2 separate regions of the Lactuca sativa genome follow, and region 2 is linked to region 1. The links are chromatin contacts, called in public Hi-C maps. All regions are on one chromosome and are shown on one strand. The core of a region is the stretch at or near the end of the contact, and the rest is flanking DNA. Distances in the headings are between cores, read along the strand shown.

What was found. A called contact is a pair of places that touch in the nucleus more often than the background predicts.
Region 2: a Hi-C map of leaf shows a contact between it and region 1, with 4 times the contacts expected there. The contact joins the promoter of LOC111906840 here to the promoter of LOC111889048 in region 1. A contact is called at or near these places in 3 of 4 Hi-C or Micro-C datasets (bud, leaf and seed).

The regions. Positions count from the first base shown.
Region 1 is chr4:168,379,224-168,384,378 of Lsat_Salinas_v11, forward strand. It overlaps LOC111889048 (beta-galactosidase 17), which reads left to right and starts at 3,683. Exons shown (of 19, transcript XM_023885179.3): 1 at 3,683-3,940; 2 at 4,034-4,141; 3 at 4,585-4,780; 4 at 4,918-5,006. The coding sequence starts at 3,788.
Region 2 is chr4:168,840,493-168,845,673 of Lsat_Salinas_v11, forward strand. It overlaps LOC111906840 (receptor-like serine/threonine-protein kinase ALE2), which reads left to right and starts at 2,878. Exons shown (of 9, transcript XM_023902613.3): 1 at 2,878-3,358; 2 at 4,201-4,380; 3 at 4,463-4,510; 4 at 4,768-4,863. The coding sequence starts at 3,253.

The sequences.
Region 1 (5,155 bases), core at 2,433-4,932:
CAAAATTATATCTTTAAATTGATAATGGTTTACATCAAATGATAATGGTTTACATCCAACAATATATTAAAACTAATAAATTAAGTATAATATGTTAAAAGTTAAAAAAAATCACTTAATAAGTAGAAGTAAATATATTATTTTAATGTTGAAATCTAGTTTATATGCGATTACACTTTAGGTTTGATATTTATTTAATCTTACTAACCAACTTATAGTTATTATTAGAAAAAAATTGAAAAGTCATGGAAGTTTCAAATGAATGTGGTGAAAGGAAAAATAAAATGTTTTATTTATAATATAGTATGATGATATGATATGATAAAATAGACACATTAATTACACTTAGTGGTTCTCCATATAATAAATATAATATAATTATATCATATATACTTATGTTATGTATGATGTAACTTTGGTAATTTAATAACTATATATATACACGTTATTTTGTATGTATTTATCTTGAGGATGTGCTTTATTTGAAAATTATACTTAGAACTAAAGTTGAGATGTATAAATAAATGTTATTATCATTAGCCATGAGAATATTTTAATATATCAAAGTTATTGGATTAATATATCAAAGTTGTAAATGGATTGTATTAAGTTGTGAATATACTGTATTAACTTGTAAATTTTTTTATGTATTTTGTTTTTGCTTCTGAAATATGAATGGAAAAATGCATTTTATATATATATATATATATATATATATATATATATATATATATATATATATATATATATATATATAATGCATTTTTCCACTCATATTTCAAAAGCAAAAACAAAATACATAAAAAATTTACAAGTTAATACAGTATATTCACAACTTAATACAATCCATTTACAACTTTGATATATATATATATATATATATATATATATATATATATATATATATATTTGAAAAAAGCATGTAAAATTTAAATCGTAAATATTGTATAAATAAACTTTGAAAGAAACACTAACCTCCGGATATGAACGTATAAATGTATGTTTTAAGTCGAGATATGGTTGTGAATGTAACCAAAAGCTTGTAGCCCAGCGGTATCAGGTGGTGCCTTCCCTCTTTGAGGTCGAGGGTTCAAGTTCCGTCGTGGACATAGGTGGAATAGGTGTTGTTAGCTTAGGAGTAAATTAGATTTGCCGGTTCAAAAAAAAATATGGTTGTGAATGTATAATTTTTTGTGTATTAAAATGTGAATTTATTATATTAAGTTATGAATTTTGTCGAGTAAATTATGAAATGATTGTATTAATTTGTGAATTAATTGTATTAAATTGTAATTTTTTTATGAATTTTGTGTTTGCTTATGAAATACGATATGAAAGAAACATTATATACATATCTAATTTTATCTAATTTTGAGTATGTAAACTTTAAATTGTGAATATTGTGTAAATAAACTTTAAAAAAAGCACTAACCTTTAGATCTGAAGGTGTAATTGTAAGTTTTAAGTTGAGAACATGGATGATGTGAATGTAGAATTTTATATATTAAACAATGAAATTATTATATTAAGATGAGAATTTTATGTATTAAACTGTAAATAGGTTGTATTAAGTTGTGAATTGATTGTATTAAACAGTGAATTGATAGTAGTAAACTGTGAATTAACTGCATTAAGCTGTGAATTAACTGTATTAAACTGTGAATTGATTATATTAAGCTGTGAATTTTTAATTAATTTTGTAATAAAATATGAATGATTTATGTAAGAATGTTTGTATTAATTTTCTTGTGAATATATTTATTTTTGGTGTTGTATAAATATGTAAGAATATATTAGCTTTTATAATTATTTTGCATCAACACCGAATTAGTAAATTAACTGGTTTATTAAACCATGAATATAATACTTAAGTTGTAAATCCATGATTTTGTGTGCATATCTAATTTGGAAGAAGTGATGGTTGCGATAGTGGCACAGGTAGTTGACGGCGATGTGTGGTAGTTGGTGGTTGTAGAGTTTGAGTTTCATATTTATGAATATATAAACTACTGTATAACAGAATGTATTAAGTTGTGAATTTTATGTATTAAACTGAGACTGGACTATAATAAGTTATGTATTTTATATAAATTTTGTGTTAAAATATGAATGAGTGTGTGCATGAAATGTTAAACTGTATATCAGTGAATTATTATGTTTATTAAACTGTAAATATGTTAAACTATGAATATCTCTTATAAACATACAACTTTTAAAGAAATCCACAATTAAAAAGAGAGAGAAATGAATTTCTCAACGTATAATCCTTTTTTTTATTAAATTTTGTATATTTGGCTGCAAAAATAAAATAATATGTGTTAAAAAAATATTACCAAAGAAATGAGAGCTACAATATTTGTTCTGTTAAGATGTGAATATGACCAGAAAAATGCCACTGGTTTTGGTGTTTCTTCGGCGAAGGTCTGGTGGTTGTCCGACGATGATCTAGCGGCGGTCTGATGACAAATGACAACTAGTTGTAAACTAGTGAATGGAAAATTTTGCTTAGTATAATCCAGTTGGGAGACTGTAGACCCATCATGTAATTGTGTGTGATACTTTGGGGGAAACTCACTGCTTTGTCTTACAGTTTGATTGTTGTGGCTTTAGGTATTTCAGAGATTAGAGGCAAGGCAAATGCTTGATCGTACATATCCTCTTCTGTTTGATTTTTGATTGATTTGAACACTCTTATTTTGAATGATTGTATTTGAAACTTATGGTTGTGATTTGGGTTTTTATATAAACACGGATTTTTATCTAAATGAAAAATAAATTTTTTTATCGAGATTTCTGGGATGCTACAATTACAAAGAGGATCTAATTACACAAAAAAACACCAACATTACATAAGAATTAGTTTCATGCATTCAGACATCAAACTCAAAATAAGATAACCATTACATTAAACCTACAACCAAAACAACACTTCCATACATTATTGAAACAAAAGACATTAACCCTACAATCACCTCAACCCTTCTTTAGGTAGCAAATTACAAAAATCGAACTGACAAAATGGATGAACTTATACATTCTTGCTTGCATGCTAGCTTCTTGAAGGGATTGTTGGAGTTTATTCATTGACTTCAGTAACCCAAGTATCACTTCCACTGATCTAGGGCACATGGGTTCATCGTACCACCCAATCCAACTATACCTGCTCCCATTCGAACACATGACCAAAACCACATTCCATGGTTACGATTCGACCAAGATGTGACGATGACAAGATCGCTGCTTCCACAAGGGCAAATCATTATTCTTCGACTTTGATTTCTTGAGCTTCACCTGGATCACATGAGTTTTCAGTTTCACATACCTAATTGAGAAAAGAGGTGATCAATTAAATAAATAATAAGTGTAACCCCTAGATGAAATGACGAAAATGGCCTCATGTGCGAGGCACATGGGGCATTATAACGGCACAAGTAAACGAACATCCATCGTAAGGGCTGTTTACGTGCAATGTTTGTTCCAAATGGACTATCAATGAAAAAAAAAAAGTTTCATAAGGACTATATTAGAGAAAAATAGAAAAGAATTAAGACTTGAAATTTTGTCTATTATGAAAAACAATAATTGTGTTACGAGTATTCAAAGACCAAGGGACCAAACTATCATTTAAGTGATAGGTTAGGGACATATGTATAAATATTCTACTTTCTTGGTTCTCTGTTGACTGACTTAGCTTAAGAGAGTCCACTGGTCGGAAAACTTGAAAGCCTAGTGAAGGTGAAAGACAATAAACGCCGATAGCGACGGCGACGACATCTAGTTAACGGCAATGGCGAAAGGGCGAAGCTTGAAGTCGACGAAGATTATCGTTCTTCTCCTATGTCTCGTTGCTTTCTCTACTGTTTTCGCTCCTCTACCTTCCCCTCTCTCGAATTCGCTCAAACCCCACAATCATCATCATCATCATCATCATCATCATCAAGTGAGTTATCCAAATCTAGTAAAACGTCTTCTAATTTTCATGTTTTGCTAGTGATCATTTTGATTTGCTAACTGCTGATTATAAAATCAGCAGGTTGTTAATGCTCGAAAGTTTGAAATTGCTGATGATATGTTCTGGAAAGATGGAGAGCCTTTTAGAATCATCGGCGGGGACTTGCATTATTTCCGTACTCTACCTGAGGTATAGTCTCGTATTTGTCCCATTGAAGTTCGCGTTGAATCACACTACTACTATCTGTTCAATAGATATTTCGATCATCTGGGTACTCCATAACCAATTGAACCCTGAATGCTAGTACAAATACTCATTTTATCCCAAAGTTACATGTCTATCACTACATTCTTCCATTGATATGTCCCAAAAGAAAACTAGATACATCACCGTTTTACAACTCAAATTTGCCATTACTTTTTTATAGCTGTTGTTTTAGCACCGTATAACTGTACCTGATATTAGAGGATACATTTGGAAGCACTAACTATCATCTGGATATACAGCTATATATAACACACACATGTAATCATCAATCATGGTCATTTTAGAACCTCCTCTTCTGCATTTGGATGAATGGACTTTTCTATAGATATTTACATGATCTGACTTCTGTCATTCTTTGGGTGCAGTATTGGGAAGATAGGCTAACAAGAGCAAAGGCTTTGGGCTTGAATGCAATTCAAACTTATGTTCCATGGAATCTGCATGAACCAAAAGAGGGTCAACTAGATTTCAATGCTATTGCAGATATAGTTTCTTTTCTTGAGCTGTGTCAGAAGTTAGATTTGCTGGTCATGCTAAGGGCTGGACCTTACATATGTGCAGGTCAAAACAGTAACTGAATCTGAATGTTTTAATTCCCTCTTTTAGTATCGATCAAGATTTCCTTTCAAACTGTGGGTATCAATTAATTTGCTATTTCTTGATAAACACTCTCCATTGAAGACCACTTTTTGTTGCAGAATGGGATCTTGGTGGTTTCCCTGCTTGGTTACTTACTAAAAAACCACCCATCAGACTGAGATCATCAGATCCAACATACCTCGCATTGGTAAATCTTCTTTTCTATTTTGATCCTTGTTTTCATTTTATGTAACATGAGTCACATTTGAGATATTACATGATAAATTATCTATAAAAAAACAAACTTTTCTCAGTTCCTACACTTACACAGTTACACTTACATCTCATATCTCTGTG
Region 2 (5,181 bases), core at 1,628-4,127, 460 kb after region 1:
TTTTTTTAATTATTAATCATTGCCGATCTTTATTATTTCAACCATTAATTATTATTACACTTACTTATTTATTTGTATTTATAACAATATCCCTTTATTCAGTTAATAAGAAAAGAAAAATAAAAATATCGGAAATTGGGATGCTATAATATCAACCCTAGCTAGCATATACAGACAGTCATACATATCTAACAGATCACAACAACAGAGCATCATCCTATATACTAGGATACAGATCACTACAACATAGTGTCATCCTATATACCAGGATATAGATTTAACAGATCACTACAACATACAATCACGGGACTAATCAGGATAAAAATCCAAAGGGCCGGCCTTGATGCCTTCGACCCAAAAGTACATTGAGGAAAACTCACCTTGCAAACTGAATAGAAGCTGATGAGGTCTCGACTCTGAATCTCAGCTCTCTAACCGACACCTATTCCCACCAATTGACCAATTTCATCAAAATCCCAAAAGACCCAAAATACCCTCAAGGTCAAACTTGGTTAAAGTCAAAGTCAACTATCCTCACGTCGTGGCCAGGCCTTGGCCACGTCGTGACAGCGAACCTGATCTGATTCCCTCTCGACTCGACCCAAACTAGTCAACTCAGTCAAAGAAACCACCTGAACTGGCATCATAACATGAGCACCACTCTCACGTCGTAACCTCCAAGGGTCCTAACAGAAACGAGACTGCTCTGTTGCTCATGTCATGGAATCTCACACCCCACATCGTGAGCGTTGTCTGAGGCTAAAAATCATCATTTTAAGTCCTTATTCTATTAAGTCTTCGAGTTCACTTCTTCCAGAAGCTAAAGGGGACCCCTAAGGTCCATAAAGATGTTTCCTTTGTGGCCATGCATGCACAAAACATGATCATCCATTTTCTAGGTGAAAAAAGGGAAGAAATGGGCTTCAAACCTGCATGCATGCCTCAAATCTATACCAACTTCCAGATCTGAACGCTATGAGGTTCTTAAGACTCTTAGAATCCATAAAGTTGCCAACTTTATGGATCTACTCCTCTCAATCAAGAAATAACATCAATAAAATGGACAAAACTCAAGATATATCCATGCTAAGCAATAAAGTTGGAGCCTTTGATACTTACAATGGTCCAAAAGCAAGAAAAGATGATGATGATGTTGATTCTTTGCCCACGCCAATACTAAAGTACTTCCTTCTTCTTCTTTTCTTCTTCCCACAAGCTAGAAATGCACCCAAATGACAAAGGATCTTGAGGAGAGGTAAGATTAGGGTTTTTGGAGGCTTAGAGAGTGATAGAGGCTGAGGATGAGAAACCCTAACCCTTTTATTCCGTTAAATACCGGAAACTTAAGGTTTTTGGTCGTCAGCCGCCTTCACGTCGTGGGCACTATAATGCTCACGTCGTGGACTTTTAAATGATGCACGTGTCCGGATCAATCCTCACGACGTGAAAAGGAAATCTTTACGTCATGAGCAGGGCAATTACTAAAGCTTATAACTTCGCACTAGTAAAGATAATACATACCTGATCCGGGTGTTACAATTGTGTCTCTTACATGTTCATACTTTTTACCAGTCCATTGCACCTAGAGTTGACAAAAATCAACCCAACCCAAAATTAGCGGGTTGGATTGAGATTTTCAACCAATTTAAGTTAAACGGGTCAACCCGTCTAGCCCATTTAATTAAATAGGTTAGGTTGGGTAAAAATTATCAACCTGTTTTCAACCCACCAACCCATTTAACTTTAATATATGCTTAATTTAATATTTATTTGAATATTATCATGTATTAATCGAAGTATCAATTTATAAATTAAAATATTGTATTATTATTTTTGTTTTAAAAAATATAATTTTAATTCCCATCTTTTTTCTTATCTCAAAAAATACTAGCCACTTTCCAGAATCCCTTTGAAATTAAATATTTTTTATGTTATTTGATCAATTTATTCAAATTTGTAAATTGTGATTGCGCATTTGTTATACTTTGAAAATTTTTATTTATTTTTGAAACTGATTTATATAGTATAATCTTTAGTTAATGTATTTATTTTTTTGATTTTAAATAACTAACCCAAGTTTAACTCATTTATTTAATAGGTTGGAGCGAAAACTACATAAATTGGTCAACCTTATAGCAACCCATTTATCTATAAGGTTGGGTTGGGTTGGAAATATCAACTCATTTAAATAAACAGGTTGGGTTAATATTTTCAATTTTAACTCAATTAATAAATGGGTTGAACCGAACCCAACTCAGGTCGACTTATTGTCAGCTCTAATTGCACCCCATTGAACCATGCCTCCAACATGTTGATACTTCTTACCAGTCAATTGCATCGCGCCTTGAACGTAATCATACCTCTTAGCAGTCCAGATATGATGGCTTTAGCATACATGGGTAGGTCAACCCACCCGATAACATACAAACAAATTCCTTCATAAGGAAAACATAAAGAGTTGTTCAAAATGACCATCCATCTAATTTTTGAAGGGTTTGGACTTTTTCCGGAAAAAATGCATACCACAGTGATCATTGTGCAGTTATGTGTGTGTGTATATATATATATATATATATATATATATATATATATATATATATATATATATATATATATATATATATATATATATAAAGAAAAAGGAAATAAAGAGAAAAAAGCTAAAGAAACTTACTTTTTTCAAAGATTGGATGATGTGAATCTTCAAATAGATAACTAATTAAATGGAATATTAGACAACAAAAGTCAAATTAAACCAAATAACAGACTAATCAAATTTAAAAATCCAATTTTTCTTGCTAGACTTCAACTAACATCTCACTAGGAACAAGACTGATCCTTATTGAGAGCATTCAAATAATGATAAAAAAGAAAATCAACATCGAATGCCCCCACTTTCTCTCTCTTACTTTCTTTCTCATCAATTCATCACTCATGGTACGAGTCCTATTCCACTACTAAACTCATGAATCCATTATTGCTTTTCGGGAATGAGGGTGAGAATGTTCTTGATTTCACCTGTTTATCAGAGCAAACACCCTTTTGATTATAGATGTCAAAAGACATCACCATTCCATTAATAGCAAAAACTAATTATAAACTTGGCAAATTTGGAGCTTTTCTTCATCCAGTAAACAAATCTGGCCTTTCCACCCCTACTTCTTGCAAGAAGAAGCTATGGGTGGTAGATTAAAAGTGTTTATTCCAATTCTTGATTGTGGGGATGATCCAAGATTGAAGCCCTTGTTATGAATGTCATGTTCGTTTTGCTTGTTAATGGGGTTTCAAGTGATTCTCAGGTTGATCACATTCTTGATTTTATTTGTCGGTGGTGATTCTTTGGCTCTTAGATCTGCAGGTAACTTCAATTTCTTGAAGATTTTTTGATTCTTTAACTGTTTGATATGTTAGCCATGGGGATCCATGATTATAGTTCTATGTTCTCGATTTTCCTCACATGGGTTTTCTTGAAATTGTGATTTTAGGATCAAATTTGATGGAGAATGCTAAAATTCTTGTTGATTTTCATCTTTTTTGGTGAAATTTATACTGAAATTCATGCCGTTCATTTAACCAAAGTTCTTGATATTCTTATTCTTGATTCGAGGAAAAATGATCCCCTTATTGACATATTACTTTCTGCTTTAAATTATTATTTATTATTCCATCTATTTAATGTATTCGAGTCTTCATTTTAATTTTATAGTACCTCCATAAAGATACACAGATCGTAACCTTTTGATTGAGATTTAATTTTTTCTAGTCTTGTAGTGATATAGTACAATCGTAAAAAATACAATTTTGACTTTTTTAATTGAGTAATGAGTTATTTTGACCACAAAATTTGACAATAATGGTGCTTGTTTTGTGAAAAATTATAATCTTTCTTGCAAATTTTATCGGAAAATTTTAGTTTTCAATTATTAAAATCGAAACTATACTTTTTTTTTGTGGGACGGTGGTGCTGAGTTAGGTATTGCAGTGCTCCGTGAAGTCAATATCACATGATTAGTAATTTGACTTTTTGGTCAAATATTCATAACTCTAATTTGAAATTTGCCATGGTTTCTAATTATTTATTTCTATCTTATTGTTATTTAATATGATTAATTTACATTTTACATATATCACATTTATTTTCGCTTATTTGAAATACATTCATATCAATTTCAAAACCTAAAAATATCTCATTTGTTACAGATCATGGTGTTCCACCTGCATCAAGTCCCACTAAAATTCATGCAACGAAATGGATGAAACGAGGTTTTAGGCCTTTTTCTAGCACATCTTTCCAGAGATATCATCATGAAAGATCGAAAATTAACCATATTGCCCCTACACCCTTGTACCAACTTCAACCACCAACTTACGCCCCACAAGGTTAGTTTTGTCATTAGACAATATCGCGAAAACTAGTCATTATGTAAAGATTTCTCATTGAGTTTATGATCATCTTGACCAGGTCCATTTGCTCCTTCACCATCACCCGTTGATCCAACTAACCGATTCGGTAAATTTTCTATAGCTTTAATCTTTTTATCATGTTAACAAATATTTATTCTTGTAAAAACAACTTACAATTTAATTTCGTTTTGGTTTCTATTTGTACATAACAAAACTTTTTGAATGTGTCATTTCAATTTTTCCTTCAAGTCTAGTAGTCTACCATTACAATGTTGTGTTCATTCCTTTCATTTGTAATTCGTTTACATCATAAATGAGCAATAGATTAACGTTGTTACGTTGGTATTATTATTATCTTCAAAGGGCCAACGATATCTCCATCAAGCTACTCGTTGACAAAGAATACAGCTCCTCCCCCAACTCCGGTTTTCACGCTACCTCCACCACCTCCCAATGAAGGTAAACCACAGCGCTGTAAACAAATCAAACCTTTGTCTTATCTATTCAAGCTTCAACTGAGTTTAACTTTATCGTGTTAATGTAATAAATTGGTTACAAACTATCTATTTGTTCACAAAATATCTTTTTTTGAAAAATAGTATTTTTCAATATCTCACATAATTCATTACTCGATATTAAGCCAATTTTTTTTGTTTGGAATAAAAAATTAGATTAAAAACATATATGAATAATCAACTATGTCTCATATACATTTATCATTTTGTTATTTATGTTCATCTTCTTAAAGGTCAAAATTATGAACACGGTTAAATTTTA